3 separate regions of the Sus scrofa genome follow, and regions 1 and 3 are each linked to region 2. Evidence: chromatin contacts called from public HiChIP or PLAC-seq data. All regions are on one chromosome and are shown on one strand. Each heading gives the region's core, a stretch centred on a gene start, on an enhancer-like site or on the middle of the called end of the contact. The rest is flanking DNA. Distances are from core to core; before and after follow the strand shown. Region 1 overlaps TNRC6B (trinucleotide repeat-containing gene 6B protein). Region 2 holds the start of TNRC6B (trinucleotide repeat-containing gene 6B protein). Region 3 overlaps TNRC6B (trinucleotide repeat-containing gene 6B protein).

The links. HiChIP or PLAC-seq counts read pairs in DNA pulled down with a chosen protein or histone mark.
Region 1: an H3K27ac HiChIP or PLAC-seq map of alveolar macrophages shows a contact between it and region 2. The contact joins the enhancer-like site here to the promoter of TNRC6B in region 2. A contact is called at or near these places in 1 of 5 promoter capture datasets (fetal liver), 6 of 47 Hi-C or Micro-C datasets (embryonic fibroblasts, liver, retroperitoneal adipose tissue and 1 more) and 2 of 2 datasets of contacts at active chromatin or transcription factors (alveolar macrophages and skeletal muscle).
Region 3: an H3K27ac HiChIP or PLAC-seq map of skeletal muscle shows a contact between it and region 2. The contact joins the enhancer-like site here to the promoter of TNRC6B in region 2. A contact is called at or near these places in 1 of 5 promoter capture datasets (liver), 6 of 47 Hi-C or Micro-C datasets (embryonic fibroblasts, epiblast stem cells, liver and 1 more) and 2 of 2 datasets of contacts at active chromatin or transcription factors (alveolar macrophages and skeletal muscle).

Annotation. Positions count from the first base shown.
Region 1 is chr5:8,184,779-8,187,682 of Sscrofa11.1, forward strand. The region is part of intron 4 of TNRC6B (trinucleotide repeat-containing gene 6B protein); the gene reads right to left. Among named protein-coding and RNA genes, the nearest start is that of MIR7134, 25 kb to the left of the region's middle. Within about 2 kb of position 1,578, at least 8 of the 83 cell types and tissues checked have an H3K27ac peak or open chromatin away from gene starts, as enhancers often do. A contact at or near this core is called in alveolar macrophages and fetal liver, where this site is marked.
Region 2 is chr5:8,309,805-8,312,816 of Sscrofa11.1, forward strand. It overlaps TNRC6B (trinucleotide repeat-containing gene 6B protein), which reads right to left and starts at 1,260. Exons shown (of 26, transcript XM_021092847.1): 1 at 1,234-1,260. The coding sequence starts at 1,245. It overlaps LOC102162756 (a long non-coding RNA gene), which reads left to right and starts at 2,161. Exons shown (of 2, transcript XR_001305237.2): 1 at 2,161-2,387; 2 at 2,784-3,012.
Region 3 is chr5:8,227,934-8,230,730 of Sscrofa11.1, forward strand. All of the region lies in intron 3 of TNRC6B (trinucleotide repeat-containing gene 6B protein), which reads right to left. Among named protein-coding and RNA genes, the nearest start is that of MIR7134, 68 kb to the left of the region's middle. Within about 2 kb of position 1,513, at least 1 of the 83 cell types and tissues checked has an H3K27ac peak or open chromatin away from gene starts, as enhancers often do. A contact at or near this core is called in skeletal muscle, where this site is marked.

The DNA.
Region 1 (2,904 bases), core at 328-2,827, 120 kb before region 2:
GGCTTGGATCTGGTGTTGCCGTGGCTGAGGTGCAGACTGTAGCTGCAGCTCCGACTCGAGCCCTAACCTGGGAACCTTCATATGTCACAGGTGCGGCCTTAAAAAGAAAAAATTAATAAGGTCTTCTGTAATCGTGAAATCTATTTCCTATTAAAGGATGTCTAGACATGAGCAAGCCAGGCAAAGAAAACTAACAGTTCTAAATAAAATATACTGTTGCCTAAAACATACTTTCTTTTTGGGGGGGCTGGGCCCTCAGCACGCAGAAGTTCCCAGGACAGGGATAGAACCTGGCCATGGCAGTGACAGTGTGGGTCCTTAACCTGAGGAGCTACCAGGGAACTCTTATTTTTCAAAAGGGAGCAGACAGTCCACAGATCCCTTCCATGCCGCCTCGAGTATTTCCTAGAAGGGAAGGACGGCTCAGCAACTTCAGGAAGCAACTGCAAAGTTACTCGGCCTGGAAGAAGCTCTCATGTCTGCTTTCTTCCCAAGGCAAGAGGGCCCAGTGCTCCGGCATAGAGATTTAGCAGCCAAGACTGTCCAGGATGCTTCGGACCCGAGCAGGCTTGAGCAAGGCTTAATCCGTAGTTAGCTCACAGGATTGTCATGAGGATTCAAAGTTAACTTCTATGAAGCACTTAGAACAGCATGCCTGGTATTTAATAGAGGAAGTAATACTATCTTTCCCTTCTAGTTGATACGTTCTCACCTCCTCCAACCCAGACCCTCTCTCTTCCTATTCCTTCAGGTCCTTAGCTGACCCTGCTCTTATTTTCCTCCCCACCCAGCCTGGACACTCAGGAACATTCACCAGCATCCCCTGAAGACTTCACCCCCTGGCTAGCCCACACCACCTACTCCGGCCAAGCCTCACTCAGCCTCAGACAAGCCCCCGCTCACCGCGGGCTCCGCCTTGCCTTGCTGGGAGGAGCCTGCCCAGCTACAGACCCCTGCAATCACAAGGGAAGGGTCTCAGCCAATCCTCAGAGCGGGACTCGGTCTTCCTGCAGCCCTTTTCCACTCAGACTTCACCTCCTGTTCGACCTCAAGGAATGCCTCCCATGCAGAGTATCTCCCAGGGCAACTCCCTCAACTAATAACGCTTCCCTCCCCAAGGCTGCGCTGTCACCCACGCAGCACTACCTCAGTTCTCTTCTCAAACCCTCTCCCCTGTGTTCAAGCCAACCAGCTCTATCGAATGCCTCCTGGATGCCAGACTCGGTTTGTGGATGGCGAGGCTACAGAGCTCATCCTTGTACCTTCAATAGTTACCTTTCGACCTGTTCCTTCCCCTTAGCCTTCTGATTCATGCTATAGAATGTAAGCCCCACCAGAGTAGGGATTTTTTAAAAAAACTATTTTGCTCACTGCTTTATTCCTAGAGACTAGCACAGCTTCTGAAATATATAAGGCATTCAATAAATATTTGTTCATTCGAATCATCCTTGATCCATTTATTCATTTAACAAATGCTCACTGAGCACTCGTGTGTATGTGTATGTGTATGTGTGTGTGTGTGTGTGTGTGTTACTGGGGTTACAGAGGTGAACATAACTAGTTCCTATCCTAGAGCTGCTCACCGTAGCGACAGAAAGGAAGGAACCCGAAAACCCACAAGGGAGACCTCCCAATGGGACAGAGTGGAAGCAGGAAGAACAACGATGTGCCAGACCTCGATGGAGCCCTGAGCCCACCGCACTGAGCTCCTAAAGGCCGAACCTAACTGCCCTCATCCAGGGCTTATCTCGGCTGGCCCCCGGGGACAGCGGCCCGATAAGTATCCTTCACTTCCCTAAACGCCTTCCTGCCCGGGCTTTTCTTGCATCACCCCTTTTCCTGTTTTCACCCCGCCCCTCTGATCATCAGCTAAGGGGGCACTGTCACAACCATGGCCTAGAGGACCATCTCTGTAAGTAAACGGATGGTTCCCAGCTTTCCTCCTGAGCTCCAGACCCTCGTGACCACGTGCCGAGTTATACTAGATGTTCAGCAAGCATCTGAAACATGCACAAAGCAAACACACAGCCTGTCAGCCCCATCCTCACCCTTCTACATACCCCAAACCTCTGCTCCACCCACTGGATGCCCATCCCAACGCCTGGCATCACCCACTCACCCAGCCTGAGCTCGTCCCTCTTTCTCATATCTGACAGATTTCACCCCGAAAGTGTTTCTAAGGTCTGGTCTTGGCATTTCTACTGTCACTGACTTAATTTACATTCTCCAATCCCTCCTCCTGCATCGGATCCTCAGCGTGGAAGTCAACTGAGGCAAGCTGAGTTGCTTTTCTATTTTTTTATTTTTTATTTTTTGGGCCACACCTGCAGCATATGGAGGTTCCCAGGCTAGAAGTCAAATTGGAGCTACAGCTGCCAGCCTACACCACAGCCACAGCTGCGCCAGATCCAAGCCGCATCTTCGACCTATGTTGCAGCTCACGGCAATGCCAGATCCTTAACCCGCTGAGTAAGGCCAGGGAACCTGCATCCTCACAGAGACAATGTTGGGTTCCTAACCCACTAAGCCACAACGGGAACGCCATGAGTTTTCAAAACTGCTTTCCACAGGATAAAATTCAAGTTCCTTAGCTCACAAACCCAACCAACCCTTCCATTCCCCTCCGGACAGCCTACACTTGGGTCCTACCCTTCCCCACTCCCTAACACCTTGCCTTTGCTCATGCCATTTCCTCTGCTTGAAATGCTAGCCATAAAAATTATGCAAAGAGCAGCTAACCTTGACTCCAGGCACCAACAAGGACTATTATCATGCCCCACTTCACCAGTGAGAAAGCTGAGGCGCACAGGTATTACTTGCCCAGCACTGGGCCAACCAAACCACACACCTGTCCCAACTTCAGGACCACGGTTCTTGACCACTGTGTTCTATCACCACCGCCTT
Region 2 (3,012 bases), core at 10-2,509:
GCCTTAGCGTAGCAACCTACTACATTCACATCTCCACTACCTACCTACAAGGATACTGCACACTGTAGAGGTGCCAAGGTGCTGTAAGTTCTGCTTTTTAACAGACATTTACATAACATCACCAAAAGAATAAACAAAGTTTCAAAGCCAAGATGCTTCTCCAAATCAATAGGAAACTATCATTCTACTGAAATTCCCTGCAAGTAAGAAGTAAATAGCTTCTATTGTTAAACTTTCACAAAATACAAGATATGAGGTATCAAAACATTTGTTTGCTTAACTGCTGGGGGGGGGCAAAATTAATGACATTTTATTCACTTACTATGGAGAAACATCTCTGGCCAATTCTGTTGTATGATGCTGCTTATACTGCAATACAAAGGAGCAACTTGAAATTCACCTTATCTCTCACTCAATCTCTAGCGCAGATGCTAAAAAGTAATAAAACAGCCAAAAGATACAAAGATACATGAGAAAGCAAGGAGCCTGAAAAGACCCAGATAGTATTCTGTGCTCAAAGATATGAGGATAGGTTGGTCCTTAAAGTGCCCGACTAGAGGCTACTGGCTGTCTTCAGCCTCTACAGTGTATTTAAGCCCACTGTGGAAACCGGCTAGTTTGAAGCCACAGGGCGCAGGACCAGGGGACAGCAGAAAACACCTCGGGCTGAACGTCCTCTGCCAGTCCCCTCCTTTCCCCGTGGAGAGTGAATCGCCTCTGGAAGGTGGCCACACTCAGGGCTCTGGGGTGAGGGATGGGGGCGGGATCCCCCGGTCCGGGATGAGCAGGGGAACGCATTCGCTCCGTCACGCAGGTCTTGCACACAGGTGGGGACCGAGAGGCTGAGGCCTGCCGCCTCCCTCTGCCACTGCCTGGCAGGGGCCCCGACGCGCCTCCGCGGGCCTCGGCTCTTTGCCACTACCGGGACCCCTCCCCGCCCCGAGGTCCCCCGGCGACGAGAAGCGAACTCGATCGACCAGCCCACCCGGAAGCCCTCCCCCAGCTCACACCTGCCGGCGCGTGACGCCCAGAGCCGCGCGTGCGCGCCCGCCCGGCCCTTCCATTCCCAGCGCCCCTTCCCCGCGCGCGGACGTCGACCGCGTCCCTCCCCGCCCTGGGGTCAAACCCACCAGACGCCCGCCCCACGGAGCGCGCGCCCAACGCCGCCGCCCCCGCCTGCCCCGCGCGCGCGCTCACGCCCCTCCCGGCCCTCTCCCCGCCGCGCGCGCTCACTCGCGAGGACATGCACACGCTGCGCCTCAGCTTGACAGGCCGGCCCCGCGCGGCGCGCTCCCGCGGGCGTCCTCACCCACCCGGCCGCCCGACTCTGACTGGGCGGTGAGCGGGGGAGGGGAAGGACAGCAGTGGCCGTCGGTCCTCACTCACCGCCGAGCCGTGCCCGCTCCGAGTGCGCGGCGTTCCGCTGTGAGGCGATGCGCTGCGAGGCGCGCGGTCCCCGCTTCTCCGCAGGCTATGGAGGCGACGTAGTAGGGAGACTGAGGGGCTCGGGGGGGAGTCACTCCCTCCCGCTTCACCTCCGAGAAACACGGGGACCCCAGAAACTAAAAACAAAATAAACAAACTTTCCCCTCCGCCTCCCTCCCCCAAAACCACAACACAAACACTCGGGGGCCCGCCCAGAGCCCCATTCCATTGGCCGCAGGAAGGATGCTGCCGGCCGTCACTGGCTGCCTTCTATGCCCGTCAAGCTGCTGTTCCGCCCCTCCAATTCCTCGCCGCTGCCGTCGCCCCTCATTGGTTAAGTGCGTTCCGTTTGACGAGCTAGGATTGGCTACGCTGCCTGCGCCAATCATTAGGGGACACACCCCCTCAGCATCCCAGAGGCCGCTTCCTCCGTTGCGGACTGGGAGAGGCGAAGGGGAAACTAGAGCATGATGGCGGCCGAGCTCACTTGGCGCAACCATCGCCTTTTTTCTTTTATTTGCTCATTAGTGCCTCGGCCTCGCGCTGTTTCCCCTAAGGTCCTCTCTCTATCCACTACTGCCTAATAACGGAATCTATACGTCCCGGCTCCTTGATTTATCCCCTCCGAAGTGCTGAGTGTGGGCTGGTTGTACGTCATTGGACTGTTGGAATGTCACTCCCTGGTCAAATCCTCAAACTATTGGTGGGACGGCAAGAGAGCCCGTCCAACAACAAGAGCTAGTGCCATTGGTTTGTCTCCACCGAGTTCTTTCCTGGTACCTTATTGGGCTAAAAGGCGCGTCGGTCAGATCTGGATTCGTTTTGCTACGGTTGTTTGCTAGGGAGTTTAGATGACTCTGGTCGTTTGGCCTGTAGTTGACTGTAATAACGACTGCTATTTATTGCGTGCCTACTTTGTGCCAACTATGCAGAGATCTTTACAGGGACTATTGGTTAAACCCGTGAGTTTTATATTCTAAATTTTACCGATAGGAAACCAGGGCTCCAGAGCGGCTGGGATATTTGCCCAAGGTCACCTAGGTGGGAAGTAGTAGACCGGCATTTGGTCCCAGGTCTGTTTGACTCCATTGCCTTAGCTCTTTTCGCTTTTAGTGCCTTTACCTTAGCCTAGAATTGTACCCATCAGCCAACCCAACATCGTCAAAACATTTCATTCAGAACCTAAGCTCCTCAGTCAGCTTGTAGAGGTGACATTGTTGGGGACTGAGGCTGTGAACAGGTTGTCATTGCCTCCACCACATCCTCCTCTCCAGCACCCACTTCTGTCCACCCTAAATTAAAACAGTCTTGATGTTTCCTGATCAGAAGCTTATATACCTTTGTGTTCATTTTCTCAGCTTTATAAATAAATGGACACTTCTACCAACCTTCTGTTTCAAGCGGACCCCCCTGCCATCCATCTCCAGCTCACTCTTGGAGAGAGTACGCAGGAGCTGGAAATAAGGAAAGAGTCTAAAAGACAAAAAGAATAAATCGTTTTGGAAATAAGTAATTTACTGTATGCAAATGGAACAGCCCTTCAGCTGCTGGAAAGCTTCCAGAGTAGCCCCTAATGCTGTGCGAGAT
Region 3 (2,797 bases), core at 263-2,762, 82 kb before region 2:
GGTTTAAAAAGAAAAAAAAAATCTATTTCCTGAAACATAAAGCTGAGAAGGACAGCTAATATTTGTATGACGGAATCAATATTCAAAATGATCTTTGCAGATGAAGGAGAGGGGTGGAAGCTCCTAAAATTGTTTTTTATTCTTACTGGATATCATTCAACAACAGAAAAAACCCATAAACCTTAAGGCAGAATGTAATGAATTTTAGATACGGTTGCACCGTGTAACCACCACAGGGGTCAAGACAGGACATTTCTATCTCCCCAGAAAACTCCTATAGGCTCCTTCCCTTGAATCCCATCCCCCACACCCCAAGCAACTGCTGTATCACCACGGATGAGGTTTACGTGTCCATTAACCATTGTAGGCTGCCGGCTACAGCTCTGATTCAACCCCTAGCCTGGGAACCTCCATACACCACTGGTGCAGCACTAGAAAAGGCAAAAAGACAAAAAAAAAAAAAAGAAAGAAAAGAAAAGGAAGTTCTGGAATTAAGGATCAAACCCAGGCCACAGCAGTGACAATGCCGGATCCTTAACCCACTGCGCCACCAGGGAATTCCCCCCAAGGTAATTCTTAAGTATACAGATTCTCTTTAGAGAATTTGTCGGTCAAGATAGCTATTCTAGTCTGTCCTCTACATCAACATCGGCTATCATAAGAAAGTAAATCATAAAGTAAAAGCACATCTCACTCCCATTCTTTAAAAATCTGCTGCCTATCATTAGAACGCCTCAGCCTAAAATAATCTAGTCTCTGACATCACCTCTCTTCAGTCTAGCACCCAATACTCTTATCACTGTGTAGTGGATTACAGGTGACCCTAAATTTTCGGCCAGTCCTCTTACTGGGGGTGGAATCTGTTTTTGCTTCCTCTGAATCCAGAGTGGCCCTGGATTCACTTTAATTCAACAGAATACAGAGGGAGTAAAACTGTTTGACTTCAGAGGCTGGGCCTTAATATATCTGCAGTTTGCACGCTTGGAATGTTCCCTTTTAGAGCCCAGTCGCCACGCTGTGAGAAACCCAAGCCCCGTAGAGAGGTCATATGTAGGAGGTCCTTGATGCTTGGGTCAACAGCCTCAAGCTAAGCTCCTAGCCGGCAGCCAATACAGACCGCCAACCATGTAAGTGAGCCACTTTGAACATTTCTGGCAAGTTGGAACTCCAGATGACAGCAGCCCTTGCCGACACCACTTTGGAGCAGAAGAACTGCCCTACTGGACCCAGCCAACTACAGAGTCATGGGAGATAACAGGGTGTGGTGGTGGTGGGTATGTGTGCGTGTGTTTATTTTAATATATATACACGAAACCTTCATTTTTTAGAAAAGGTCTAGGTTAACAGAATAAGTAACTGAATGGTGATAAAGGTATATCCTTTTATAATATCTCAATTAAAAAGAATAAAACAGAAAGGACAGTGTAAAGAAACAGCTGTAAGATGTGTCAGTAAATCCACGTTAGAACGGAAACTCCCAGTAATGCAGAGTCCTCCTATGTGACGCACGAGACACAGATCGGGCACGAAGAAACCCGATCGTTTCATTCAGTGTGTCAAAGCCACGTATGACAGGCGAAATAGGATCTGCTTTTAGATTAATGTGACAATATAGGCACATTAATACTAAAAAAAAGATAGATGAGTCTCTCTCTAAAGGGATTATGCCAATGAAACACACACCCCGACCTGTGGCTTTCCGATAGGTCATCACTCGTTTTCTACAGAACACAATTTTCATATTTAACTTTTGAAAGTGTGGAACAATAAGACAGATTCATGGGTAACTGTGTTCATGCTATCTAATTTTCTCTCTCATGGACACAGCAGGGAAATTAAATAAGCCCTGAAGTAGTCCTTGGGAAAAATACATGGAAGAGTCACTGTGCCTCCAAAGATATAGTCAGGGGCTTCTGAAATTTTACATTAATAATAACTCTGTCAAATTTGTCTTCTTCCAGTATTTATAATGGAAGCTTTCACTCCAACAGCAGACTCTGTTTGAGAAAGTGCTTTAGGTCACACAAAATTATATTCTAGTGACCATTCAGGGAGGGGAAAAAAAAAAAAAAAGCTAGTTCTAAACTAATATGAAGTTTAACTTTCTTTTTTCTTACTTCCACTTAAAATTCTTGGAGCTCCAACAATTAAAACAAAGAAAAAACACAGTTCACTGAGGCAGCTCTGTGTCAGTAACCAACACAGTTCCTGGCATGTAACAGATGCTCAATAAATATTTGCAGAAGTAATGAGAGGAAAGGAAAGAGGGAAGGAGGAAGGCAGGTGAAAAAAAATAAGCGAGGAAAAACGGAAAGAATACTTGTACTTAATCACAGATTTATCTATGGCCCAATCTACGGCAGCTTTTGGAAGCCATCCTCTGCTTTTTATCTTTCTAGCAAAGAAACAGAGTCTTCTAAACTCTGTACATCTGTACGTCTCCCAACTATTTTGTTTTGGGTTTTTTTCAGCCATGTCTGGGGCATACAGAAGTTCCGGGTCTGGGATCAAACCCGCACCACAGCGATAACAACACCAGATCCTTAACCCAGTAGGCTACCAGGGAACTCCACCTCGACTCTCAAAGAATCTTTAATCCCCAATCCATCTCCGAACTTAAACATCTCTAAAAAAAAGCTACGGAAGGACTTCCCTTGTGGTCTGTAGTATAACTTCATGGCATTGTCACTGTTCTGGCTCTGGTTTGATCCCTGGCCCCGGAACTTCCATATGCCAAGGGTGCAGCCAATCACTTAATAACAACAAAAAAGCTATGGAAGATGTTACACAGTTTCAA